Linked DNA regions of Anser cygnoides: regions 2, 3 and 4 are each linked to region 1. A link is a contact called in public Hi-C data. All regions are on one chromosome and are shown on one strand. The core of a region is the stretch at or near the end of the contact, and the rest is flanking DNA. Distances in the headings are between cores, read along the strand shown.

Region 1 (6,723 bases), core at 2,519-5,018:
GCTGGCCAGCCGCAGCAGCCTGCTTGCTAGCAGCCCAGCTGATTGGGGGTCATGTGGGTCTGTACTAGGATGGAGAGAAGGTCACATTCCACACCTGCATTTTCTAAAGAAAGCTCTGTTGCCAGCATCTATTTAAAAGGGCCTGGTTTATTTTGAGGCCTGAGTGACCATGGGGAGTTCAGGCACAGCGCTGGAGGAGAAAGCAGGAACAAGGTGTTTACAGAGTTGTTTCCTCCCCTCTTGTCTATGTCACTTGCATTCTTGGCTCCTCTTTGGCTATTTTGTTTGGTATTTCATAGAACTGGTGAATCCATTCTCTCGAGCAGGTGCTGTGAAAGCTCAGGCCGTGCTACCAAGCTCTAGTTTTAGCAGTGGCACAGAGCGAGATGTTCACTGAGGAGCCTGGAGTATCCCCGGCCGCTACAGAGAAGCTGTTCCTCACCTGCAGCTCAGCCTCTGACCCTCAGTGCCGACCTTCAGCAGGCTTCAGGGCACAGATCCTTGCACGGATCCTTGCCGACGTGTGCAGTCCTCATTTGCGGCTCCCCTGATGAGGCTGGCACGCTGAAGCCTTTACAGGCACGTGTTTGTCACTTTGGTCCCCGAGTTCAGGCCCTCACGATAACTGCTTGAAGAAATGCTGCTGCCGTGACCTCTGAGGGCTCTGGTACAGCACCGAGAGATGTTGGCATGCAAATACCACTGCTCGTAGCAAGGCCTAGAGGCATTCAGCAGCACTGCCCGGGGAGTTATTGTCCTTAGCTGAACGCCACAAGGAAGGCTGTGTCATCGTGAGTTGCCGTGCGGGGGGCTCGGCTCCGCTTTCCAGTTCCACAGCAGAGATAAAGAGCTCAGCGTGGCGGGGAAGGGAGGGACCTGCCTCGCGCAGCAGAGACCGCTCCGGCTGATTCAGAGCTGGGAGGGGGGGGCCCCAAAGGAAGCTGCAGTCAGGTCTCAGCAGGAAGGAAAATGACCACATGGAAGGGTGGTTAATGTGTGTGTGGGGGGGGAGACAAAGAGAGAATGTGCTTCGTCCTGATGGATTTACCTGCGTGTTGCTCCAGGCCTGGGCAGGGGGATATGAGAAGCGACATGCAGGCTGTGAAATACATCCCGGGTGGCTTTTCGCACATCTTTTCTTTTATAATTTTAATCCACCATAATTGCGTGATTTACTGTCGGCCTGTAAACGGTCAGATCGCTTGAACGCTGTGCCTGAGCTTGCACTACAAAGCCAGCCACATGGAGGAGCCTGGCTGCAGTTCAGTTATTTAACTGAGCAATCAAAAAGCTCCTTCTAGCTGGTGGCAGTAATCCTTTGCTTGGTGACTGTGCTGACTCTGTCAGTGCAGAGGCTCTCTACAAGCTCTCTGTCCAGTTACCACAGCTACACCGGGTTTTTTTTTCATGTTTTCTGTTTGATAAAGATGATTAGAGAGAAAAGCAGCAGCAGGCTGTTATCACAGACTGATCCAATGGCCTGAGTAAGGGATATGAATTCTTCCAGAAAGCCCACAGGAAAGAACCAGAAGGTTTTATCCACGTCCTAACTATTTTAGTTGTGCTGCAGTCACTACAGCAGGCATGTACGTGTCTAACCTACCTGTAAACCTACTGGCTTACCTCCTGGTCTTAGTCTCGTGTCGGTATGGGTCTGATTTCAGCCCGCCTGACAAGCTGTGGAAGTACTCAGGAGTGGTAATGAGCCCCGGAGCACTTCTGCCTTTCCAAGTCACTTGGATAATTAAGCAGTGTTATTACCGTACTGCTCAGTTTTCAGACACCAGCATCAATCCAGTGTCTCATCTTTCGGGAAGTGGAAGGATCTTTGTGGAGCAGGATGTAGTGGGGAGTTGAGGTGAGTCTCCTTGATCCATCCCAGCAGCCTTGTGATGTCAGTCCTTTTTTCGGCCCCATCTCAGAATATAAATGAGCTTACAGCTTACATCCGGAGCAAAGCAGCAGTGCGAGGCGTGTCCTCGGTCCCTCCGTGACAGGTGTCCATGCTATCGCTGGGGCAGCAGCTGTTGACACAGGAACCGCTGGCCTCCCGGAACGCAGGAAGTGAGGACTTCCAGCTCCCCTCCGCCAGGTGCCCTCACGTGGCAAAAAAAAACCAAACCCTAGGGACGTACCTGACTGGGGGTGACCTGTGTTTGCTGCAGCACACACAGCGTGCGGGTGACACGCGAACGCAGCTGCAAGAGGTGAGCATTTGGGCCTGGGGAAAAAGGATGGTGATGGGTTTTGTTTGTTTCCAGGCCGGTAAAACAGACCTTTGTGGCTCCCAGGTCAGGACCAGATTAGGGTCAGCTTCTGATGTCACCTGCCTTCCTGAACTGCTTTGCTCAGGACTGACATCTGTAGGGGTAAGTCGTTATCCATAATTACTTGGTCTCAGTTTCTGTGTTGAGATTCCTGGTTACAAGAAGTTAACAGCTAGGTTCCCCTGGCATCCTTGGTCAGAGGTGGCTGGGACTCGATTCAAGTCAGCATTTGGATCTGTGACAGACAGCGGTGGAGCTAGAACAGACAGCAAAGGGTCTGGACTTCTTAGGACACTGTCAAACTCTATGATAGGTTTTTATTTTGAATGACTTTGGCCAAATCACTTTGTTTTGCTGGATCCTTCGATGAAAAGGCGAAAATTATGCCGTACACCTTTGGGCCGTTCAGGCCAAAATTGTGCTCTGTGGCAGCGTGGCAGTGCCAAAGTCATGTGGCTGCTGTAAAGCACACGGGCACGCGGTTCCATGACCTGCTGCAGCTCAGCGCTGAATTTTTTCCTTTCCGAGGACTCATTACCTTTGGTACCTGCTGCCCCGCAACTGGAAACCCATTTCCTGCCCTTTCATCCTCTGCCTTTCTGATCTCTGCGCGTCAGCGAGCTGGTGGGGATTTTATCTATTTCTGTTTTCTTGTCTCATGCGGCTTTTGTCTTCACGCTTCCACTTCCTGAGCGTGCAGCTGGCCGAGTGTTAATCAACAAGGTCACATTTTGGTGGGCCTTGTTTTCGTGGGGGTGGGGAAAGAACGGCTGCTCCGGGGGAGGTGTGGATTTTCCGAGTCAGGAAGGAAAGATGAAGGCGGAAAGAGAGCCTTAGAGCCCAGGTTTGTTTGGACAAAGGAAAACAGAGGGTAGGGTTGGAGACGGGATTTGGGACTGCACTCCCAGCCCGCTGCAGGAGTGTGGAACTGCGCTGCCGCTTTAGCGAAGACATCATCTCTGTATGTCCCAAGTTTTCCTCTGTGTCTCTTTGTCAGTGCCTCATCAGGAGGTCGTGAGGGTTAAATTAATGCCAGTGCTCGTTATCCTCTGAAATACTGCATTCAAGTGGCCCGGGCAGCAGCAGACAGGTACAAAACCCAGTGCGCTTCCGCCAGTTACCGCAGCGCGGTGAAAGCAGCACTGCTGCCTGCTCCGGGAGCTCGGCTTTCGTAGGGGAGCCTCACTGCAAAGGTGTGAGGGCCTGAGGCAATGGGGACACCGCAGTGGTTTTATCCGAGCCACCTTCGTGCTGCTTTGCTTGAGCCCAAAATAAGGAAACCGAAGGGAAAGGGGGCGCGGGGAGCCGCCCTCGTTCATTCGGAGCCCCGCGGCGCAGCCCCCGCCTGGCGGGACAGCTCGCGCCATAGGCCACGCCCCCCGCGAGCCGCGCCCAGTTAAGCCCCGCCCCTCCGTCGGGCGTTCCCTCCCCTCTGCGCGGGCCGCAGCGCCGGGAGGAGGGGGCGGGGCCGCGCGTGACGCCACTCGCGCCCGGACCAATGGCGGCGCCGCGCGGCGCGCGTGGGCGGGGCCAGCAGTGGCGGGCGGTGATGTCAGGGCGCGCCGCGGCGCGGGAGCGGAGCGGAGCCGGCGGCGGGTGCGGAGCGGGCACCGGGCGGCACCGGGCGGGCTGGGGCGCGGGGCAGTCCCGGGCCGGAGGGCTGGGGGCCGGGCAGCGCTCCCCGGGGCCGCCGCTGCACCCCCGGGCAGCCGCTCCCCGGTTGCGGTAGACCGGGGGGGCTGGCGGAGGCTTACCGCTGCCCGGTGGTGCTCGGGGCTCTGCCGGGGCTGCGGCAGCCAGGCGGGGCGGGGAGCTCCGGGCCGAGCCCGTTGTCCCCGGGGGGGGGTGGGTTCGGCCCCCGGCACCGCATCACGGCCCCCCTCCCGGTGCCTGCCGGGGCTGCGAGGGGAGGCCCGGGCAGCGGCGCGGCTGCCGACGTGTCGTGTGTTGGAGGGGGATGCTGCGGGATGAACGGGGCGCTGTGCCGACAGCCGCAGAGCCCAACGGAGCGTTTTTTTCCCCCCTGTGTTTCAGGTGAAGGACGGGCTTCTGGAGAGGGATGTTAGGTGTGAGGCTGTCCCGATGCCAGCTCCTGCCCCGCAGCCTGCTCGGCGCAGTAAGTAACCTTAACTGGGAGCTTGCTGTTACTTTAAATAAGAGCTCTTCTTGCCTCGCGCTGTAAGGTGAGAAATCCTTCTGGAAGAGGAGGATGGCTGTGACACTTGGAGCTTGCTAGCTTTGCTGGCTGTTCTGGCAGAGAGCGCAGAACAGGCTGAAACGGAGCAAAAGCCCGCAGGAGCCTCCAGACTCAAGTTCTGCGGAGGAGAAGTGCTACCGGGGAAACTAACAGAGCCCCGGTAGTAAGAAGAGCTTTTCTGGATTGGGGGAACTTCGTCTCTGAAAGCCAGTCCCTCTTGTATCTACCCCCTGGTTCCTTTAAGCTTCCCTTTTCTTCCGTGGTCTTTATTTCATCTGTTTTTCTCTCTGCCTTGTGTGCCCCATCACAGCAGTCTGCTGGAAGAAGACCTGGAGAAAGATGTGCTAAAGGGTCACACATCGAAGAAGAAGAGCTTGGATCCCATCTCGGTGGCTGCTGTACCGCACGGCGCTGGAGGGAAGGAGACCTGGAGTGAGCTTGCTGTAGCTCACAGCTCCTACTGCGCTCTCTGCTAGCTCAGTTGTTGGTGTCCCCCGTTCCTGGACTTTGCTTGATGGGGATCTCTGCTGCGGGAGCAGTCTCTGCACTCAAAGGCGGGCGAGCAGGGCTAGGAGAGGTGGCCTCTAGATGCTGGAAGGGCCATTTGTGTAAGGCCCTGGCCAAAGATCTCTCCTGGAACAGCTGCTGGCTGTAGGCCCACCGAGCCGAGGGTCAGGAGAGCCTCTCTGCAGCATGTCTGCCAAGCCGGAGCAGAAGGACTCCCACCAGGCCAACGGGGCTGTGCTCCCCACGGTGCCCATGAACTGCCTTGCCAGTCCAGACCGAGGGCAGCTGGTGGAGCCCTCGGATTTCCTGGGACCTGACGGTGTCGGGGTGGAAGTGGTGGTGCTGGAGTCCCGCGCCAACGCTAAAGGGGTGCGAGAAGAAGACGCCCTGCTGGAAAACGGCAGCCAGAGCAACGAAAGCGATGACACCAGCACAGACAGAGGTCCTGAGCCAGCCTCACCGCTCAAGGAGACCTCGTTTTCCATCGGGCTGCAAGTCCTCTTTCCGTTCCTCCTGGCAGGCTTTGGGACTGTTGCTGCTGGAATGGTGCTGGACATCGTGCAGGTAGGACTGGTACCTCCCCGGTACGATGCTGGGCTCCGAGTCCCATCTCTATAGACCACAGCTTGCTCCCGAGCCAGGGGATACTCAAATACCGAGGCTGATTTGGCAGCTACAAGGGGAAGCAGTGTGTTTCCTTGCAGGCTGGTTGGGGTAGGGGGTTGGATCTTGGTGGTGTCTGGAGCGAGGGGAGGAGGGGCTGCGGGGACCGCTGCTGCTCTGCTCCAGCTCGGAGGACGTCACAGATGTGCAGCCAGAGCACCTGCCTGGAACTGGGACCGCTCCACGCGTCGCTGCTGGGAATGAAGCGGTCGTCGACCCCTGACGGTGCCCGTAGGCGTCCCTGGTCCCCAGTCCTGCACGTCCCCTTTCCCCTTACCGCCCGCAATGTTTGCTGTGCCGTTCCAGCACGCTAGGCTCCTGCCAGCCAGGTCAGCGATTCCCCTGTTGCAGTGCGTGCGGGGCGCTGCGTGGTGCCCTGCAGGTTGAGGGCTGGCTGGGCGGCCCCTGCTCTGCCTCCTCGGGGGCTCGAAGCAGCCAGGAGCAGTTGGGCCGACAGGATGATTTATTCTTCCTGAGAGCTGTGTGGAGCTGATCTTTGGGAAAGGCCAGGCAGGGAACTCGCTGTTACCTCTGGCTGAAAACTGTTGTGTTATCAGGCAGGTCTCTCTTAGGTCTTCCGAGGTGGGTGGCACTATGGGAACCGCACAGCTGGCTTAGCTTTCATGTGGGAAACGTGACTTAGCAGGCTGTGGCTCCTGTGCCTTCTCTCTAGCAGTGGTTTCCCAAGCAGGTGTCTCTGGCAGCTGACGGGCTCTTAACCCCTGCTCCTCTGCCCCGAAGGACGGGCAGTGCAGAGCTCCTTGTCTTGAGGCCCAGCCAAAGCAGCGAGTAAGGCGCAGAGCTCGATCGTGCAGTGTGGCTTTCTGGAACTGTTTGGATGGAGGCAGACATGTTGGAGCTGTCGGCAGCCAAAAACGCTCTGCTTGCTGCTCCCCCGTTCACCTGCGTGCCGTAAACGAGCCGTTGCAGTGAGGCTCTAACGTCAGCCACTCGCCCGTGCCGCTGGCAGTGAGCATTAACCTCCAGCCGAGCTGTGCCAGTGGGGCCCTGGGCATTTGTCTGTAAGTGCGGGTGGTCAGGCAGACATTTATTTTCCTTTATTGCCCCTGATGGTTCTTTCCTGCATGC
Region 2 (6,723 bases), core at 1,856-4,355, 240 kb before region 1:
CGCTGGGCCCACGAAGGGTGCAGGGGTTGGATCCCCACTGAAGCCTCAGCCCTGGGCATTTTGGGGTGAAAACAGAAGAATGAGCTACAGCAGCAGCCGTGCTGCAGGGGCTGTGCAGGTGGAGCGGTCACAGCTGGCACTGCTGCCCCATGCAAAGCTTCCCCGAGCAGCCTCAGCTTTGCCACTGCAGATCACTGCCTGGGAAGTCGCCACCATTAAAAAAGTAAAATAAAATCTGATTTTGACCCTTTTGTCCAGCGTCAGTCTGCGCTCGAGCCGACCTGCAGAACAAACCAGCGCCCGGGTGCAAACCTCTGAGCAGACCAAGGGCCGCAGCCCTGGTGCTGAGCCCAGCAGAGCTTTCGCCAGCTTCAGCGGAGCCTGGATTTCACCCAGGGAGACTAATCGGGGACCCGAACGTAACGCTGTCTTAAGTACTTTGCTGGATCAAAGCCTGAATTATTAATGCCTGGTACTACACGGCAGCAGTATTTAACTGCGTGATATTAAAGCAGCTATTTCTCCAGTGCTTCTGGTTTGCTTACATTTGTAATGCTATTTACTGACTTCCAACTATGCCACCTCTTAATTGAAGTTTCCTGCGTTTCCAGAAGCCAATCCCCTTTTTTTCCCTTGGTGTATTACGGCACCCTATTAGTCTCTTTCTGAAATACTGACACTATTTCCCCTTCACCTCTCCTTTTTCAAGCAGCAAGAACTACTTGGCCAACAGCAGCACAACAGGAACGTGGCTGTGTACTCCCCCTTATGGGCCTAGGTCGTGCAAACCTGAACATCCACCTCTCTTCCCAAATCCCAGCCATCAGGGTGTCCAAGCCCAAAAGGCGTAAGGGATGCAGGCACTGCTGGTCCCTGGTACACTTCTCAAAAGCGCAAACAAGAACAGATTTATTGCTGTGATTCACCCTCATACCAGACCCCTGGCACCCCAGCAGTGCAGCCTTTCCCGGGACAGGGAATGCCCAGCCGGGGCCCCAGGGCAGGCGTACGTACAGCCTGCAGCTGTAATCAGAGGGATTTTTGCTCCCCAGGCACGTGGGGGGATGACGCCAGGGTCACATCAGTGACAAACTGCTGCAAAGCGTGGGCTCCGTGTTCATTATCAGAGCCATCAATAACCCCGGCTGCCCTCGTCACCCTGAAGAAGAAACACCTCTTCCTAGTTTTTCTAAAAATGAAGCTTTTTTTTTTTTTTTTAAAATGTCGCTGGGGGAAACCCGCTGACATTTGAGGGAGATGTAAACAAACAGCTACGGCTTCACGCCCTTATTCAAATAACTCAGGGAGAGCCCCTCCAGCCCCAGCAGCTCACGGCAGCACCACGCACAGGCGCAGCACAGCATTTACATGCATCCCGCGCCAAAAACAAACAAACCACCTTGTTGATGGTGCTTCCTCCAGATTTTCTTGACACCAGATAAAGCCAGCTGTTGAAGTGGCTGCGTGCTGCTGTGCTGCCGGTTTAGCAGCAGTGGATTATGCGAGCAAAAGCGAGGAGCGCTGCCTGTGTCCGATCCTGTCCCTCCCCGTGCGGATCAGACCCAATTCGGGCAGGTTTTGACCTGCCTGTGACAAAACATCCCCCTGTCAAACCCTTCGGGAGCAAGAAACAGGTCGTAGAGAGATGGGGTTGAGCATCGCAAGGCGACCGCCACCACGGGGACCCCGGCGTACCTGGCTGCAGGGAGGCACGAGGGTGCTCTCGGGCGAGAGCTGGCCGGGGCCGGGCCGGCGGCAGTCCAGCTGGATGAGGCTGCGGCACTGCGGGTGGCACGTGTACCTGCAGTCTGCAGAGAGAGGAGAACACAGTGAGCACCCGCTCCCCGCTGGGGGGGAGCCCGGGAGCCCTAAGGCAGGGTCTCCGAGCTGCAGACGGGGGCAAGCAGCAGCAAAGCCCAGCTGTAAAGACCGCTCCCGCGCCCTCTCCCCAGGGAACCTCGCGTTAGGACGCTCTGGCACGGGCAATGCTCCCGCCTCGTGTCCTGCCGCCTTTCCCCGACCCGCTGGAGCACCAACATACCAGACACGGGATGTGCCCGAGCCCCACCAGACCCACACGGCCTCATGCCCCTTCCCTGCTGAGCTTCTGAGGAACGCCACAGCGCCAGCAGCAAAGCTTGGCCACGAGAGAAAGGACGCTTGATTTCCTTTTCATGAGGAAAAGGACGCTTAATTCTCCAGCGTCAAGGGGCAAACCACCCCGGTATCAGACAGAAGTCAGACTATGTCAGGTCACCAGCTGTGAACATTTCAAAGGGGGGTTGCAGTGACCGAGGCGTGGATTTACCACCAGAGTGCCCCAAAACCAGGACGCAGGTGGTGGCCGTGACCTACAAGCCCCCGGCAGGCTGCCCTGGGGCAGCCAGGCGTTGGCACAACATGTTTGCTTTGGCTGCTGCCCCGTCCTGCTGCGGGCCATTAACTAGCTCCAGGCAGGGATTCCACGGAGAGCCCTGGGATCGCCTCCTGGGGCACGCACCTTGCTCTGCCTTGGGCACGGCCAGCACCTCCTGTCCGACATGGCAGCAGTCACCCCCCCCCCATCCCCCCCAGGGTTTTTCCCCCAAAAGCCACACTCCTCCGTTCTCCCCTGAGAGCAGCCACCAGCCTCCTTCTGCTTTAACAGCCCTTCCAACCCGTTTAATGTTTAACTGCCCTACAAATGCCATTAAAGCAACTTTTTACACCATCCAAAATTCCAGTGCGGTCACTGACCTGAAAAATAAAATAAAAAAATCCCCCCCAAAGCAAGGCAAAAGAGTTGACGCAGCAGAAGGAGACAGGACTTTGGATGCTCTCGGGTGCACCGAAAGCACGCCTTGCGCTTGCTGCTGCAGTGCAGCAAACCCACGCAGCGACACCACCGCGGCCGAGCAGGATCCTTCCTGCCCCTGCTGCCCCCAGCGCATGCGCGACACGAGCCCAGCAGCACGGCGTCCCCACAGGCCTCGGAGCCCCCACGGCAGCCAGCAGCTCGTTGCAAAGCAGCCCGGGCTCCCCCCGCCCCTCCTGCTGCCTCTGCAGCACTGCGTGGCGGCTCTGTGCCGTTTTTTGCTATTTATTTATTTTTGCACTGCTCTGAGTCGCTTGGAAATCTATAGATATTTCACCAATGCCAGTAGGGTCCTTTGATATCTCCATGGAAATCGGCTGGCGCTCGAGCAAGACGGGCTCGGGGCAGCTCGCGGCCCTGGGGTGGAGGAAAGCCGGGGCTCCTGCAGCACGGGGACAGGAGGAGCCGTGTCTCGCGGGGAGCAGGGCACTGCTGGGGCCCCGTGGGGACAGGAGACCCCCCTGGTGCTCTCCCAAAAGAGCCAGCACAGCTTGAAGCATGAGATTCCTTTACTGCTGTGAATTTCACATCATCACGCACCTTCCAGAGCAGACCTGGAGCGGGGGATATGCCTCGAAGCTCCCGGCAAAGGACTCGCACATGCACGTCTGAGCCCCTCCAAAAACCAGTAACGTTGACACCAGAACAGGAGTCCCCTCTGCAGGAAAACCCACATTTTCCTGTATTCTACTTATTTTTCCCTCCCTTTGGCTTTCAAGTCATTGCTTTTGAATGTCTCAGGTTTGCAGGAAAGCAAAGCAATGTCCCACCTTTGCTCCAGCAACAGGGATTCCTGCTCAGCCCCACGAACGCTCCCACGCGGGAATGCCCAAGAACAGAGCTGGTGCCTGGGGGCAGAGCATCGCCTCCAGGGGAGGCAGGGGAATCGTTTCTCATTCATCTGGCACCAGCTGTCTGTCATTCTCCTCTTCCAAGTCAGTTGTCTCAAGTAAGCCTGGGGGAAAGCAGGGAGCCTTGCCTTTTTTTTTTAATTGGAGATAAGCTGAGCAGTTACATGGTAATTTAATGCATGACCTTCTGAGCAACTGAACCAGGGGACATTCACCAAGTCTCTGCTGGAGGTGCCAACCTGAGGGGGCTTCAGGTGCAGCCCCCCCTGAGCACCCGGCGCCAGCAGAGCAGGGCTCTGGGTCCCTGCGTGAGGCCACCAAGGGCTGTGCTGCTCTCCTTACCCCTGACCAGGAAAAAAAAAAAAAAATTAACCATTCCCTGCTGCCTATTTTATCCAGGATTTTCAGATTTAGACAGCTTGCCCCGACCACAGCCCATGGGGCAGGAAGGCTGCAGCACCTGCACGCGGCGAGGTCCGAAATACGTAATATTGACCACAGAAATCACAGCTCCCGAGCACACCTCCGGATCGGGCCCATTGCGGGCAGGCATTTCTTTGCAGGATTACAGCACGACACCTCCTTAGTCACCAGCACCTATTAGCAGACCTAATCACCCCGTATCTGGCAGGGAGCACTAATTTTAGAAAGCCAGCACAGCTTTAGGAAGCAGCCACGTGACAGGCTTGCCAGGAGCCACCGAAGCAGGATGCCTCCACTTAGGCTTTGAGATAATTTCTATTCCAGTCGAACAAAGCAACACTTGGAAAGGCAGTTTCTTTTTAAAGGGAAAAAAAAAAACAAAAACCCAAAAATGTGATCCCAATATAGAAAAAGAGAAACACACACAAAAAAACAAACTAGTGGCTGAAAAGAATTTCCCTTTATCCACAGATAAAGTTTCTAGGGGAGATAAAGCTGGATGGTGCAAAACAGCCCCATTCATTTAGTCCTAAATATAGCTCTGCAGGCACCCTGCCCGCCCCTGCCCCCCAAATGCCCCAGATGCTGCGGGGCATCCTTCAGCCTAATGCTTCTAAACTGTTTTTTGGCTGAAATCTGCACTTCCAGCAGCGGCGCTGCGGCGCGCGCTAGGCGGAAAAGCGGCGCGATCAGAGAGGACACACCACAAAACAACCCGTGCGATGTTCAAATCAATCTTGAAATTGCAAGAATTATCTCAAAGCTCCAGTTCCTGGTTTGCTGAGGATCCTGCCACTCACGGAAATAAAAAAAAAGCAGAAATCCTCCCAACATCAGCAAACCCACAAAAACGTGGGCAGGGAGATCTTGGCCAGCACGACGGCTGAACGCCATCCGCAGCACACCTGGAGCCTTCCTGTGCTGAGATTTTCTTCCCTTCATCCTCCAGCCCCGAAATCCCTCGGGCAGCTCACGCACGCGCGTTTGGAGCACGCCACGCACGAGGTTTGCCTTCGTGCTCACCCGGAGCCACCCGACGTCACTCGGGGTAACCTCAGCCGAGGCTGCAGGATGTGGCCCTGCGACCTAACGAGAGCTGCGTGTCCCCTCCTGGTGGGCAGGATGGGATCAGGGCACCTCCGCAGCCTCCACCCAGCGCATGCAGGAGAGGTCCTGAGCTCCTGGGAGGCACCGAGCACCTCCCGACACCCCCCGCTGCAGCCACTCAGCCCTGCCTCTGCCCCGTGCCTGCACCCAGCAGTCGAGGGCTGAGCAGGTTTGGGTCTAAATCAGGTTTTTCATTTTTCAAAGCAGGTGGAAACTGAGGGAAGGGTTTCGCCTGTCCAGACCCGACCCTTCTGGTGACAGTAACTTGCCCAGGGGTCCCCTGCACCGCTGCAAGGCCTGGAGCACAAACCAGCTGCCAGGCAGACGATGCTCTTGGGCCAGATTTCCCAGGGAAGCCTCTCTGGGGGCTCCAGGAGCAGGGCCAGCACCTTTCCCACCACGCTCCTTTGTGGCAGGTTCAGGGCAGCCCTGCAGGAACCCCATCACACCTAATTAGCAGCAGAAAGCCATCACGCGGCAGCTACAGACACATCCAGACCCAGCAGCGCACGGTCCCCTACCTTTCAGCAGCAAGACCTCCCTCCTCGGCCGCTGCAGCCCCTCCGACCACGACTTCGACTTGGGAAAACGCCCGAAAATTTTGCGGATTCGCTTCGTTACAAGCCCGAAGCAAGCGGCTGCCTCCGCTTTCCCTCCCGACATCCTTGCGAGAGGCGACCGAGCACTCCCCGGCCAGCACGGGCAGCACGGGAGAGGTGCTGGGCACCGCACGAGCTGCGCCTGCTTCCACGAGAGGCCTTCCTCCCGTGGAGATAACGCATCGACATCGCCCATTTACAGCCCGCTGCTGTTTGACGGATATATATATTTATTTATTTTTTTTAACAAAGAGGCAATGCACAGCTTGGGGCTGGTGCATCTCTGGGCTTGTCCTGCTAGCCATGGAAAACTTTCTATTTCTGGGCCTTTTTGCTTGATAAGATAAAACAACCCAAGGGAGGAGATTAGAGCCGAGAGGGAGCGCAGGACCCAGCCGCACACGGGAGGTCTCGCTCCGATCCCCTCCCTTCCCTTCGCTGCCTTTCCCCTGCAGTTGTCTAAAGCCTCCAACGTTTAATGAAGTGTTAGATTAAAGGAATACACCGAGGTTAACTGTATTTATAATTTTGACTTGAACTCTGCAGATGTGTAGCCAGGTTTTAGACCGATGCCGCTGTTCTTTCACAGCATCCATCGGTTATAACTGCGCTGGGTGTTGAGTGATGGGGTGGGACAGGCACCCCCTAACAGCACGTTTTAAATCCGTCACTTACAGCCTCTCATTTAGAACTGCCTCATCTCTACTCAGAGACCTTCTCACAAACGGGGCAGCTTTCCCAGCATCCTGCGCCACACATTCTTCCTGTTTTACCCCTGGAGTAACACAGATGAAAGTTCCCAAATTTCCCTAAACATCCCACCAAGCAGGCAAGGAGGTAACACAGGGGAATTTCTTGCTCACCCCTCGCTGTCCCAACCCCTTGAGAG
Region 3 (6,723 bases), core at 1,717-4,216, 210 kb before region 1:
TTCCTCAGCATCTCGAACTCCCTCATCTGCACCTCCTGCGGGCGGAGGTAACTGGCATTGTTGAAGACCTTCACAGCAACCAGCTCCCCTGATTTCTGGGAAAAGAGGAAAAGGAGAAAAAGGAAATGGAGCGTCACCCTGCCTGTGCCCCGACCAACTGCGTTAGCTCCAGCACTGCTCTCACAGCCCGCTCTGGATGCAAACTGTGCTCACAACAGAGCTCGCTTTCTTAACAGGTTTCCTCAGCCTTTGCTGTCTACGTTGCAAAAGCCAGAGATGCTGCTCGGCTCTGTTTGCTTCCTGCCTCTGAAGCCCATGTGCTCGGTGGGAGCGTGTTTATGCTGTTGTCACAGGTTTACGGTGGGGCTGGAGGCAGCCAGCCCCCGCCTGCTCTCTGCAGGACAGGGCTGCTTTCAAAGCATCCTCGCAGCCCCGAGCCCTGCAGAGGCAGCTTGCTTAATAAACTTCAAAGGCCAGTGGGGCTGAAAGTCTCTGTTCCAGCCCTGGCAAGTGTTTGCATGATGTATGCAAATCGCCATGGATGGGGTTTTCAAAACCTCTGGGCATTCCCCAGAGCAGCTCCCGCCGCGATGCAGGGGAGTGCCGGGCCGGCAGCACCCACACTGTGAGCCCCAGCGAGCCCTAAAAGCGGCCCTCACCCCACAGCGCTCTGCTGGGGGAAGCAGCCACGGGAAAAAAATGAAAATAAAACCCAAACAGCCCCAGCACTGCCGGCAGCTGCGGCTCATGGGATGGCGAGGGCGAGCGGAGCATCCCCATACTGCGGGGCAGGAGGGCTGGGGCATGGGGGCACCGTGGTCCTGGGGTGGCCGCCACCCCCTATAACCCCCCCTGGCACCCCCTCACCTTGTTGCGAGCTTTGTAGACGGAGGCCGTGGCACCCTGGCCCAGCAGGTCGTCCGTGCTCCAGAGGTAGTTGGGGGTGCTCTGCATCGCCTGCACCGCCGCTGCGGGGAAGCACAGAGGTCACCCCGGCGGCTGCTCGCATCCCCCTGCCCGGCCCCACCACCATGCCCGTCCGTCCGTCCGTCCGTCCGCTCCTGGCAGTGCACGGGGACGCCGACGGCCCAGCATGGCCCTGGCAGGCAGCTCCCAGCCTCCTACCTCGCCGGCGCCGCTCTGCGCAAAGGGCTGCGCATGAGAGGCAGGGACGACGCCGTTGGTTCTGCCCAAAAACCACCCGGCCGCTGGGACCTGTTTTGCCGGCAGCAAAACACTGACAGATGCAAAAAAAAAAAAAAAAACCACACACACAAAAAACACAACACAAGCAAACAGAGCTGTAAGGTGGAGGGAGGCACCTCCCCGCTGCGAGAATAGAAACCTATGGGATTGCAAAACTCGCTCTGCGAGAATCAGCTGCGGCTGGAGGAGGAAATGCTTCAGCTTCCTGCTCGAGAAAAAAAAATTCCCAGAGTTGCAGCCATCCCCAGGCCGGGGCTGGGACAGCCTCTGCTGAAGGCAAACAGCGCTGGGCACCGGCCAGCACCCAGCCCTGCCTGGGGCGGGCAGACGGGAGGCAAAGGCAGAGCAGGATGCGTGCCCAGGGGCTGTGCTCAGCCTCCGTCAGCGGTGCCAGGCTCCCAGGCACGGTCCTGCCGTGCCTGTTTGGTGCTGAGGGGTCAGTGCTGGCCCCAGCTGCACGGGCTGCAGTATTGCACGTGGGGACGTGCTCAGGGTGGGCTGCTGGCACTGTTCTGCTTACGGAGCCACCGGGTGCTCAAAGCCCCACCAGGGGCTTCTCCAGAGCACAGAAGCCTGCAGCTGCTGGTCTTTTTCCAACTCTTCTCCATAGCTCCGTGAGGAGATGGATTTATCACGACCTGTCCGTCTCCAAGAGCTGCTTTGCAGAAGTTACAGGTCCCAGAGGCTTCCCACACCCAGCTGCAAGGACAGCTCAGCTCCTCCGGCCCTGCCCCAAAACCTCTCTGCTTGTGCAAGCCCAGCGTGCTCCCGGCAGCCGAGCCACGCCGCGGCTGCCGCACGGCTCCGGCGGTGCCCACGCACCCTGGGACCACAAAATTATCCATGCAACCACGTTCATTCACCCCAGCCTCTCCTGTTCCCCGGGGGTGTTCCTGCAGACCCCAGCTCCAGCTCCCTCCCGGCTGTGCCAGCACCGCAGAGCTCAGCAGCTCCCTGTCCCCGCAGGAGCCTTTGAGCCTGCCCCAGGTAAAGCTGCCCCAAAGAAGCGCAGAGAAGGCGAGAGGAAGCAGGTGCAGACAGAGCAAACAAGGCTGCCTCCCTCCCCAGCCGCAAACCCTCCCCCCATGTGTGTGAAGCACCAGATCCGGCCCGGCCCCAGCGCCTGCAAACACTGCCAGCGGCTTTCGGCAGCGAGCAAAGGGCGGAGGGGAGATTTCGGGGCATTCCCCAGCCCCGGCTGCTCCCGAGCTGCACCTCCAGCGTCGCTCTCACCGTATTTCAGCGATCAAGGAGATCGAGGACTTTTCGTCTCAGCAGGGAAAACCAAGGGAGGCCGTGGCGGGGCTCAGCGTCACCGGCCCCACATGCACACGGGCTCGGTCACGCAGCAACGCTTCAGCGGTGCCTCCGTGGGGTGTCCCCAGAGAGGGGCCAGAATTAGCCCCAGATGCTCAGATCCTGGCCCTGCTGGGGAAAAAGGCAGCGGGGAGGGCAAGGGGGTCACAGCCCAGGCCTGGAGCTGATGGATGAGGGGTGCACGGTGCGGGATGGGGGGTGCTCAGGGCACCCTGCCACTGCCTGCACACCCGGCTCACTTTCCCTGCTCACTTTCTGGCTTCCAGTGCCCACACCTCACCTCGCCCAGCCTCAGCACCAGCAGCCCGGGTCCCTCTGTCAGGAATTTCTTTAGGCTCACGGGGATGCGTCTAGGAGCTTTCCTGGCGGAACGAAGCCTGCATCAGTGTTTGAATCTGTGAGCACGAGATGCGTGCAAAGAAAGGATGCGATGCTTCACTGCTCTGCACACAAACCCTGCGCCTAACTCGCTCACTAATTACGGCCGAGCTTCGTTTCGCAGCCACGGGAGAGGCTGCCCCACAGCCCGCGGCGCGGTGCTGAGCCAGCAGGGCCCGGCGGCGGTCACGGCGGCCGCAGAAGCGAAGCGCCGCATCGCCGAGATCAGAGTCACCTCACTGCAGCTCAGCTAACGGGAAGAGAAAGGGACGGACGACTTCGCAAAGTCGTTTCCAGCCTCCTTTGAGATGGGCTGGGGACGCTTCGGAAACCTTTCCCCACGCAGAAAAAAAAAAAAACCACAGCTCGTTTCTCGTCTCAGGCCTGCACCAAAACCGCGCCGATGAGCGCCGTTAAGGCCAGGAAGAGGCGAAGTGAAACCCGCCGAGGGAAATGCCGAAATTTCTTCCCGAGCTGCCCACGGGCACCCCGCGCCCCTCGCCTGCTCCCACCCCGCTGCTGCCCCCCGTGGGACTCGGCTCCCTGCTGCAAAAAGAAACCGAAAGGGAGGCTTTAGGGCCATAACCCCCTGCCAGGTGTTTCTCAGGTTTCTGACCCGCACGCGTGGGTTCAGCTTTCACCGACAATGAGCCGAGCTGGGCTGCTGATGGGTAAAGGCAGGCAGGAAATAACTAAAATACTTTATAACGCCCCAAAAGGATTATTGTCGGTTGTGCAGCAAGGCTCCTCGCAGGAGCAGGAAGGGAGCTGGGAAGGGAGGATTTGAGCAGGAAGGGAGCTCAGGAGGAAGGGATTTGAGCAGGAAAGGGATTCAGGAGGAAGGATTTGAACAGGGAGGGAGTTCAAGAAGAAAGATTTCAGCAGGAAGAGGGTTTGGAAGGAAGGATTTGAGCAGGAAGGGAGTCCAGGAGGAAGAATTTTAGCAGGGAGGGAGCTCAGGAGGAAGGGTTTGAGCAGGAAAGGGATTCAGGAGACCGGATTTTAGCAGGAAGGGAATTGGGAAGGAAGGATTTTAGCAGGAACAGAGTTTGGAAGGAAGGATTTTGGCAGGAAGGGAGTTCGGGAGGAAGGGTTTTAGCAGGGAGGGAGCTCGGGAGGAAGGGTTTTAGCAGGGAAGGAGCTCAGGAGGAAGGATTTAGCCATCAGCGCCTGCTCCAGGCGGGGGCAGCAGAGCCCCACCGATGCCGAAGCTCCCGCAGGGATCCGGCCCCGCGGCGGGGGGGGTCGGGGGGAGCCGCGCCCTCCCCGGGGCCGCAGCCCCGACCCCGCTCCCCCTTTTTTGCGCTGAAGGTGGGGGGGGAAAGGAGACGATCGGAAGGGGGCAAGGGTGTTACAGCATCCTCCTCGGCGCTGCTGGAGAACCACAATCGTTTGTCCCTATTATGTCCCTCCACTTCCTAGCTCGTGGTTATTAAAAAAAAAAAAAAGAAATAAAAGCACCCCTCAGCCTGCCCCCTGCAAATCAAGGGGGGCTCAGGGAGGGGGCTCCCCCCTTCTGATCCGTTATCACCCAGGGGACTGATCCCGGAGCCTCACGGGTGGCCCAGAGCAGCCCCAAAAAGTGGGGGCCTGCAGCTGGAGGTGCCCGGGTGGGGGGCACGGGGCGCGCGGCTGCCCCCAGCCCCGCTGCTGCACCCCAGGAGTCGGGGGCTCGGCCAGCCCCAGCCCACCTCCAGCACAGCACATCTGGATTCAGCATCAGCCGGGCTGTAATTAATTAATCCCCTCAAACCTAAACAAAGGGAATCCAAAATTACAAGCCCCTGACAACAGTTTCTGGGCCGCGTTCTGAAAAAGGCACACTGAAAAGCGGAGATGGGGGAAAAAACGGTAATAATGTCGGTGACCCAATCCCTAATCTCGATCTTAAATCCTCTTTCCCAGAGAGGGTTTGAGGCCCGTCCTCTCCAGGAAAATGAGGAAGATTATGCGTTTTGCAATCAGGTCATTGCAAGGCAAGTTCATGCTCTGCCGAATCCTGTTATGAGGTGTGTGGGGGCCGAGCAGGAGCGGGGCTGGAAGCACACAAACGTTTCCTGGCTGCCCCCCGGCAAGCAGAGGTGCCCACCGCTGGGGAAGGAAGGAGCCTTGGGAGCCAGGGGCTGCAGACACCACCCATACCCATCCCTCGTGGCAGAAGGGATCCCCACTCGGCTGCAAAACTGCACCCAGCATCCCCGCCACTGGTATTACTGGGGCACGCTTTGGGGTCCAGAAAAGGCAAGGCTGGACCACGCTCCTTGCCCACTTTATTCAAGTGCCCCGGCGCTGTGAATGGTGACATGGATTGCTGGATCCTGCAGATTCTTCCTCACTTACCAGAGCCAGCGATAATTCACACACCCTGCAAGGCCCGAGGCTGGTGGGGCTGCAGGGAAGGGGCACGCAGGCGATGCTCATCCCTGCTCCCCCTCGGGCACACGCACGCTCGCTCGCGGGCACACGCGCTCACTCGCACACACGCACGCCGCACATCATTTACTGGCGCCCATAGGTCAGTATTTCCACCATACCCAAAACATTTATTTCTCCAAAACTATTGCTAATGACAATGGATACATTTTGTAGCCCCAGTATGGATTTAACATTTCCAACACGTATACTCCTAATACTGTACAATACTGTACCAAAAGGAAAAAAAAAAAAAAGGATGTACCTCCATATTGTACAGTTATATATACAAAGTACAATTTTACACAGTTTAATATATACACCATATATATATTGGTGTAGAAGACATGAAACAATGGAAACTGTTTTAGCAAGAACATTCCATCCCACCAAACAACTGCTGTTAATAAAAACCAAAAAGCCAACGCACCACACGAGCCTGAGCCCACTATTGCAGGACTGAGGTTTCAGACCAACAAAGAACAAGGTTTCCAGACTTTGCAATCGAACTTTCTTACATTACAGTAGAACCATGACATCGCTGCTATTCTTGAAAATGCATCAGAGGTGGTTTCAACGATTGCCCTATTTTGGCTACATAGAGCTGGTCTTGTAAAGAACCTGCCGCTTACAAGTATTGCTCCAGCAGTTTGGCACACTCACGAGTCCAGTTCCATCGGACTTCATTTATTCGAATTACAGGGCTCTGCCTGGAGAGAAAGGCTGGTGAAGTCCACTTCAAAAGTAAAGTTACAACAGTGCCTTTAAAATGAAGGGTCCGTCTATTATTCCCATTGCAAACTGCTCAATATTTACCCTGTACGAAGCGTGGTATATCAAGTATTAGCGCAGTCGGGAGCTGCCCTCCCTCTCCGCCTTCGCCTCTTTTTGGCCCATATTCGAAAAACAACGCTCTCGTCTCTAACTACGTTATAGGAAGCACAAAATAGAACAGAAAAAAAAAAATCTTACATTTTCCAGGCCTTGAACTGCTGCTTTGGCATCTCTTTGTCCACCAAAATAGACTCCGAGAGCCAAGCCTGGAAAGCGCTCGCTCTACCTCCCGGCGCCTCGCCTCGGGCCTTGTGCGGGCGCAGGGCAGCGGGTCAAGTATTCGTTTCAAGTACCGGGTTGTTGCACACATAAGAGACGAGCAGAAAAGCTGATCCGGAGAGAGGATTCTTAGAAAGTGACGTGTAAACTCAAACCCAAAAGTTCAGTCCAGCCCGCCAGTAAGTGCTCAGCATTTCCTCAGGCCTGCAGGTCGGGAGCGTTCTGCAGGGAACGTTTCGGCACGAGGGAGCATCGCTCCCCTCTGCGAAGGCCTCTGGCGCTACCAGTCCACTACAGAACAGCTTCACGTTGGTAAAGGTGGTTGTGGGATGTTTGCCAATGCCAGAGATAAGCCCA
Region 4 (6,723 bases), core at 1,608-4,107, 190 kb after region 1:
GAACCAAGGGCACGTCATCAAGCAGGGGCAGAGCTGACCTCTCGGGGTTTCACTAATTACCCAGAGTGAAACTCACGCCAAGCTGGGCTCGGAGCTTTTCTGAGCTCTGTCGCTGTCCCCAGAGCCTGGAGTCCCTGTCCCGCTGCCAATGCCACGGAGTTGCTGCTTTGCCTCAGTTCTCCCGAGTGTGGAATGAGAATTTGGGAGGCCTTTAGTGAGTATAAACCCTCCTGGCAACTCCTAAAATCATTTGGACGTGACTCCAAACATACAGCCCAGGTTTTCTGGAGATTCTCAGAGCTCCTGGCCCAAACCTCAGGTCTGTAAGGAAGCCAGAGGAATGTCTCGGGGTTTACAAGGAATGACCAAACATTGATTTCTCTCCAGAAGGCCAGACCAAGGGGATGGTTTCAGTGGAAAATGCAGCATTAATATCTTAATGCATACACGACATACGTGAAGTAAATACATGGGTTTCTGTCTCACCAAGTGGCTGGGGGCACCACGTAGGACAGAGCAAAAGGAGGGATCCTGCGCACTTGGGAGGTCAAAATTCAGCTCCCTTACTGCCACAGGCTCCCTGCCGCACCCGGAGCAAGCCGTTTGTCTCTCCACTTTCCCATATGCAAAATGAAGCTGCCTTCATCTATCTTGTCTGCTTACAGTGCCAGCAGCAGAAGGCCAAACCTGCAGGGCCGCCGTGCCCAGCCGTGCCCAGCTGTGACAAACACAGCGACGGCGGCAGTGAGTGCACACGAAAGGCAGCAGCTAAAGATTTAAAATAGCTACTTTGGAAGCCAGGAAAAAGGGCACGTCTGCTGCATTTCGGTCACCTGTAATGCCTGGCTATGTGACACCCTCGCTTCGCTTTGTCACGCTCTTGCCAGCGAAGCCTACGTGAAGGGTCCATTCAAGGGACCACAAAGGGAGCTTGTTTGGTGAAAGGGACCTTCAGGCGTTGAAACGAGCATTTTAGCACTTCCATGCCTAGCTCTGCCAGCATCCCAAGGCTCTACAGATCTCAGGGAGCAAACCTGCGAGAACAAAACAAGGTCAAGTGTTAACAGATGGAGACTCAGACATGGGGATACAGCAACGGGTCCAAGGTCAGAGAGAATCCACGGCACGGCCAGGGACAGTCAGATCGCTGGAGCGCTGCTCTTCAGCTGTAACATTTCTGCTCTTCCAAGCAGTTAAGAGAGAAGGAACACCCAGTCATTGCTGGGGAGGTTATTCCACTACTGATTTATTAATTATCTTCATTCAGACCATGTGCATAAGTCTGGGCGCCTGGGAACAAATCTGAAATCTGCAAACCCTCCCATCAGAAGGAAGTGGTCCTGCAGTACAGGCACCAAAACCAGCACAGAAATCTTCTGGCATGACAGTCAAAGAGAGTCTGAAAATCAGAGCAAACTGAGAGCTGGATGCCTCACACACAAAAAGTTTCAAGGCCATGCCAGCTGTTGAACCAGGTTCCCAGCTTCCATCCCTGCCTCTTCCTTCTCTGCACCTCGCTCTTGGACGTGTCGTGTCCCACCGACGTGCTTGTATCTCCCAGAGGACAGGATGCTGCGGACTATGAACGCACTTTGAGACCCGTGAGTGAGGCACTGCCGGTGTGTCCCCATGCCAGTAACTGACCGACTGCCACCACAGCCTGGCGTTTGCATCAGGGGAACCCTCCCAGGATCACAGGAACTGCCTCGGATGACCTCTGCACGGCTGGGGTGACCCAGATGCCCTGTCACAACCGCGTGAGGCTGGAAGACAAGACTCCGCTTGCATTTACCCCATTTCAGCTGTGTGTTAGCACGCATCGCAGCGCTACGTGCTGCCCCGTTACCACCCAGGAGGAAATCAAAGCAGGACACGGGTCCTGTCTGAAGGCACTGGCCCTTTCACAGACCTCATCCATAGCACCACCTCTCTGCCTGCTGCTCATCCAAAGCTCTCCTCCCCCCCCCCCCCCAAACTCTTCCAACCCCAGCACACCGCTCACATGGTTCATTTGGTTGATGCAGAGCACAAAAAGCCCCTCGCCAGCAGCCTCAGGCCCACCTCTGATGCTTTCTCCTTTCAGAGTTCGTGCCACCATCGCGCCCAGCAGCCTGCAGGCTCTTTCCAGTTTATTTTCACTGAGAGGGGAGCTGGTTTGTCAAAGGCGGACTGGCACGGGTGCTGGCATGGCAGGGGCACCAGCTCCCCGCAGTCCTGCCTGGGGGGAGCTCCTTGCTCCGCACCCCGGGAGCTCAGCAACAGGCGCCTCGGAGGGACGTGGCCGATAGCGACGGGCACAAGGCAGCAGTGCAAGGAGCACGCCGGGCAGAGCGTGTGGTTCCTGCAAGCAGCCCCGCGAACTTCCACACCGGAGCCAGCTGCGTGGCCCCCCGCAGCCTCCGGGCCTCCCTCGCCCCCCCCCCCAACCTGTGCTGGGCCCCCCAGCGAGCAGCACACGCTGGAGGAGCTGACTGGGGGGAAATCACCGAGCAGGGCTCCCTAACCCACGCTCAGCACCGAAACGCGCTCAGGGATCTCCTCCAGCAGCGGGCAGACCGCTGGAAATTCTCGCCGCGCTTGGTCCGAGCTGAGCCCTCCCTCACCGCGCCTCCAACTTCTGCCGTCCCCTCCCCAACAGCCCCGAAAGCAGAAGAGGGAGCCCCAGCCCCCGAGCCCAGGCTGCCCGGCTCGGGGTCCCCCCCCAGCCCGGCTCCCCCCGGCACTCACCGGGCCGCGGCAGCGCTGCCTCCTTCCTCCTTCCTCCGCCGCCTCGCCGGGGCCGGGGCCGGGGCCGGGCGGGGGCGGTGCTGCGGGGCCGGGCTGGGAGCGGGGCCGGGGCTGGAGCCGGGGCAGCGCCGGGGCCGGAGGGGGAGCGGGGCCGGGGCTGGGGCTGGGACCGGAGCGGGGCCGGGGCTGGGATCCGGAGCGGTACCGGAGCCGGAGCGGTGCCGGTGCTGGAATCGGAGCGGGGCCGGTGCTGGGATCTGGAGCGGGGTCGGTGCCGGCGCTGGAACCGGAGTGGTGCCCGCTGGCGGTGCTGGAAGCGGAGAGGTGCCGGTACCGATGCTGGTGCTGGAACCGGAGCGGTGCCGGTGCTGGAAGCGGAGCGGTGCCGGAGCCGGAGCCGGAGCGGTGCTGCCGCAGGACCCGGCGCGGTGCCGGTGCCGGTGCTGGCTCCTCCCCGCCGCAGCCCGGGGCCGAGCAGAGCCCGGTCGGGGCCGTGCCGGGATGCTGCGGGCCGGGAATTCCCCCCCCCCCCACCCCCCCGGGGCTCTTCCTCCTCGTCCCGGGGCAGATGCCCGGCAGCGGGGGCAGCCCCGAGGTGCCGGTGCCCGCTGCAGGGCGCCCCCGGGACCCGCAGCCTCCGCCGAAAGTGGCTGCCCGGTGCAGGGGGGTGTCCGGGGGAGGATGGCTGCGTGGTCCCCACCCGAGGGCAGCCCCGGGAATTTCAGGCTCCGACACTCCAGCGAGGCTACGTCTTTAGTGGCAGCTTCACCTTCCACGCCAGCTATTTCTTATTGCCTTATATTTAGCCAAACATTCCCCGTTTGCCAAAATTAGACGGGCCGTGGAAATAAATTAGGCTGACTGGAGGTGCCAACGTTGTCTGTCTGAAACTAATTAATTTCTTATATCCCCAGCTATATTAATCCTCGCCCTCCCTCCGCAGACCGACCTGTCTGTCAGCAGAGTTTTTGTAATTAATGTGCTTTATGCTTAGATCTGAGGGATGCACAGGAGGTTCAACGTGGCTGGGGAAGGCAGAGGGATGCAGCAGGACACCCGTGCAGGGACGGGACAAAACCCATCTGTGCAGGCACCCAGAGGCCAGAGCAGAGCTGATGAGGAGGAAGAGAGGAGGCACAAGGTCTCTGGGGAGAAATCCTACCCCAGGAAGTATGTGGGATCTGCTCCTTCCAGGCAACGTGAGTCCACAAGGAAGGCTGTCCAGAAGAGACAAATTCGGGCTCATTTAGTTCTGCTGCTGCCAGAACTCCTTTTTCCCATTTCCTTTCTGAACGTGGGAGTCCTGGGGGACTTGTTGACTCTCATTTGCTATATTAGAACCATCAACTTTGCTGGGAGACACTCGGAGGAGCGGGGAAGTGGTTCACAGATGGCACTGCAGAAATGTAAGAGCTGAGCCCCCATGGAGGACCGGGATGCTTTCCAGGCTGCTCAAAACTCCCTTTTATTTCTTCACTTAAACCTGTCCCATGGCAACACCCAGCTAAAACATGAAGCCTTTAGTAATGCTTGCTCTGCCTGTGGGGCAAAATACCCGGCACCAGCTCATGTCGGGGGCACGTGAGCCGAGACTCAGCCGAGCAGGGCTGAACGAACGAGCTCTGGACTGGAACCGCCCCCCAGGAGCGGACTTCAAGTTCGAGGCACGTTGCCCCGAGCACAGCTGGGGCTCGATGACTTTGCAGCAGGGACAAGGCACCTTCTCCTGTGCCAGGGGGCGAGCAGCTTGTTCCTCACGGCCCCACCTGCACCGGGAGATTCGCATCCTTTGCTCTGCAGGGCCTGGGGAGCAGCAGCAGAGGATGCAGCCCCGGAGGTGCAACGTGCAGGCTCTCGGCATGAAAGCCTGCCCTGCCTTCACCCCTGGTCAATGTGTACCCGGTCATGTGGGCTGCAAAGTCAACGGCAGCTCTGGGTGACGTTGGCCATCACGCTCCCTTTAGGGCACCGCCTGCAAAAACTGGCTCGCTAGCTGCATTTGCTACAGCCCCGCGGTCCGGATGCGCTCGGCATGCCCCCGGCTGCCAGCCCCAGCCCTCTCCTCCCTTTGGAGGGGTGCTGGCTCCGGGGTCAGATGTCTCCAACGCTTCTGCACCGTTCCCAGCGTGGTGCAGCCAGCGGCACAACAACTGCTGTGCCATTCCAGCCCCACGAGACCACCTGGCACTGCAAGTCCATTTAAAACAGAAAGCCGAGGAGATCCCCAGCACAAGCGATGGCTAATTAAGGAAAGGAAGCCCCCGGGCCGGAGATGGCCAGAGAGCCCAGCTGTGCAAGAGAAACGGGCAACGTGCAAAGGGCAGGAACGTTACACGCAATTAGCGGCGGAGGCACGAGCTGGGCGGCTGTGTCACACGGACTGCCATCGGTGCGTGACGTTCCTCATAACCATAAATTACAATAATCACCGTGCCGAGGAAGGGATCGCTGCAACCCTGACAGGGATGACTTTGGGAGGAGGATGTGGAGAGGCAAAGCAGGCAGCTGAGAGCGATTCCTAGACCCGTGTGCTCCAAGGCTTGACGGCAGAGGAGCTGCCTTAGGGGTGACGGGTGCCAGCACGTGGGACAAGAGCCCAGCACGGCTCCCAGGCACAGAAACACGGTACCAGCGAGACTTACACTGCGTAATGGGGCTGGGGCCGGTCCACCAGCAATAGCCCAAAGCAAACTGCCCCTTAATGTATGCTCTGTGAAGGGCAGCATGGGCTGAGGTCGCTGCTGTTGGACTTGGCATCCACCGGTGGATGCCTCTGCCCTAGGCAGCAGTGCGGGTGCAAGGCAGTGCCTGCAGGGCGTTTTTCAAACATGCCAACTTAATGGCTGAGCGAAAGGCAGGCATGCTTGCTTCTCGGGAGTTTTTTTCTGAAATTACTTCGGGCTCTGTGGTTGTTGTTTTCCCCTTTTGTATTGTCACGGTGAAATCACACAGCCTCGTATGGTTCCGGGAGAGGGGAGAGATCAGGGGTGAAAATAGGCTCGCTGCAGTTAGGAGTATTTTATAAAAAAAGTAGGACTGTCTGGGAAACTCCAAGGCTTTGTGTAAGTCCATGGTTGTGCTCACCTCAGCTCATGCCGGGGGAGATTTTGCTCAGCAAATCCTTGCACTTTGCATTTCCTAGTGTGTCACTCTCCTGCTGCAGCCAAGCGAGTGCTGGGTCACACTCTCCCTTTTGATATAAATCGCATCTCTTGAAGACACGTGGGCTGTGCTTCCCACCTCTGCAAACAGCTCCTCAGCCCAGCTGCGGATGGGGCTGGGGAGAGGAAAGAATTGGGGTGTGAAGAAGGGCAGCAGGCAGGGAGGCTCCATCCAAATGGGCACAGCAGCCGGATGCTGCACCCAGGGGAGCCGTGATGCATGTAGCCCAGGGTGGTGGCCCTTCTCTGCATGCCACTAGCCTCACTGGCCTCCCCTCCTGCAGCCCACCCCCGTAAAACACACCGGGTGCAGTGCTGGGCTGCGGGGCCGCTGCCTCTGTTTGCAGGCTGCAGGCAGTGTGCAGGCGGGGTTGTTTTTCGGGAGCGGCAGGGAAGGCTGCGGCATCCTGAGCAGCATTTTAATCACGGACCCAAGGGGTTTGGTAGGGACGTTCCTCTCCAGAACCTTCCCTGTCAGCAGACACTGCTGCAGGGATGTCGGAGAGACCACCGCAAGCCGAGGGGCTGGCACAGCCTGGGGGTGATGGGGAAAGCACATCCCAGCCGTGCAAGACCAAGCAGAGGGTGCCAGCCGCCACTGTCACCCCTTGACCCCGTGCAAACCTGTCCGAGGACGGGGCCATGGGAGCACTGCAGGGACGGACACGGCGCTAGGGCCAAGGCAGCGCTCGTCTTGCAGAGCTACGCCCTGCCCCAGGCATGCTCCCTGCATGGCTCCCAGCCAGAAGCATTAAATCCTCTCCTTTCTCCCTCGCGGTGAGGCCCCAGCGGGGACACCGCATCCAGCCCCGGCGCCAGCTTCGGGAGAGGGGAG

The links. Hi-C and Micro-C count contacts between places; a contact is called where the count stands out from the background.
Region 2: a contact with region 1 is called in a Hi-C map of liver, with 4 times the contacts expected there. The contact joins the enhancer-like site here to the promoter of SLC41A1 in region 1. A contact is called at or near these places in 2 of 7 Hi-C or Micro-C datasets (both in liver).
Region 3: a contact with region 1 is called in a Hi-C map of liver, with 2.2 times the contacts expected there. The contact joins the promoter of IKBKE here to the promoter of SLC41A1 in region 1. A contact is called at or near these places in 3 of 7 Hi-C or Micro-C datasets (granulosa cells and liver).
Region 4: a contact with region 1 is called in a Hi-C map of liver, with 6 times the contacts expected there. The contact joins the promoter of CDK18 here to the promoter of SLC41A1 in region 1. A contact is called at or near these places in 2 of 7 Hi-C or Micro-C datasets (both in liver).

Annotation. Positions count from the first base shown.
Region 1 is chr25:4,621,460-4,628,182 of Taihu_goose_T2T_genome, reverse strand. SLC41A1 (solute carrier family 41 member 1) reads left to right here and starts at 3,768. Exons shown (of 12, transcript XM_048070911.2): 1 at 3,768-3,863; 2 at 4,302-4,383; 3 at 4,775-5,535. The coding sequence starts at 5,158.
Region 2 is chr25:4,858,368-4,865,090 of Taihu_goose_T2T_genome, reverse strand. RASSF5 (Ras association domain family member 5) reads right to left here. Exons shown (of 6, transcript XM_066982846.1): 2 at 1,696-1,808. Among named protein-coding and RNA genes, the nearest start is that of RASSF5, 8.1 kb to the right of the region's middle. Within about 2 kb of position 3,105, at least 2 of the 3 cell types and tissues checked have open chromatin away from gene starts, as enhancers often do. A contact at or near this core is called in liver, where this site is marked.
Region 3 is chr25:4,832,906-4,839,628 of Taihu_goose_T2T_genome, reverse strand. IKBKE (inhibitor of nuclear factor kappa B kinase subunit epsilon) reads right to left here and starts at 2,966. Exons shown (of 22, transcript XM_066983185.1): 1 at 2,804-2,966; 2 at 2,440-2,631; 3 at 868-968; 4 at 1-95. The coding sequence starts at 954. It overlaps SRGAP2 (SLIT-ROBO Rho GTPase activating protein 2), which reads right to left. Exons shown (of 23, transcript XM_066983177.1): 23 at 5,418-6,723.
Region 4 is chr25:4,427,211-4,433,933 of Taihu_goose_T2T_genome, reverse strand. CDK18 (cyclin dependent kinase 18) reads right to left here and starts at 2,857. Exons shown (of 16, transcript XM_066983248.1): 1 at 2,728-2,857.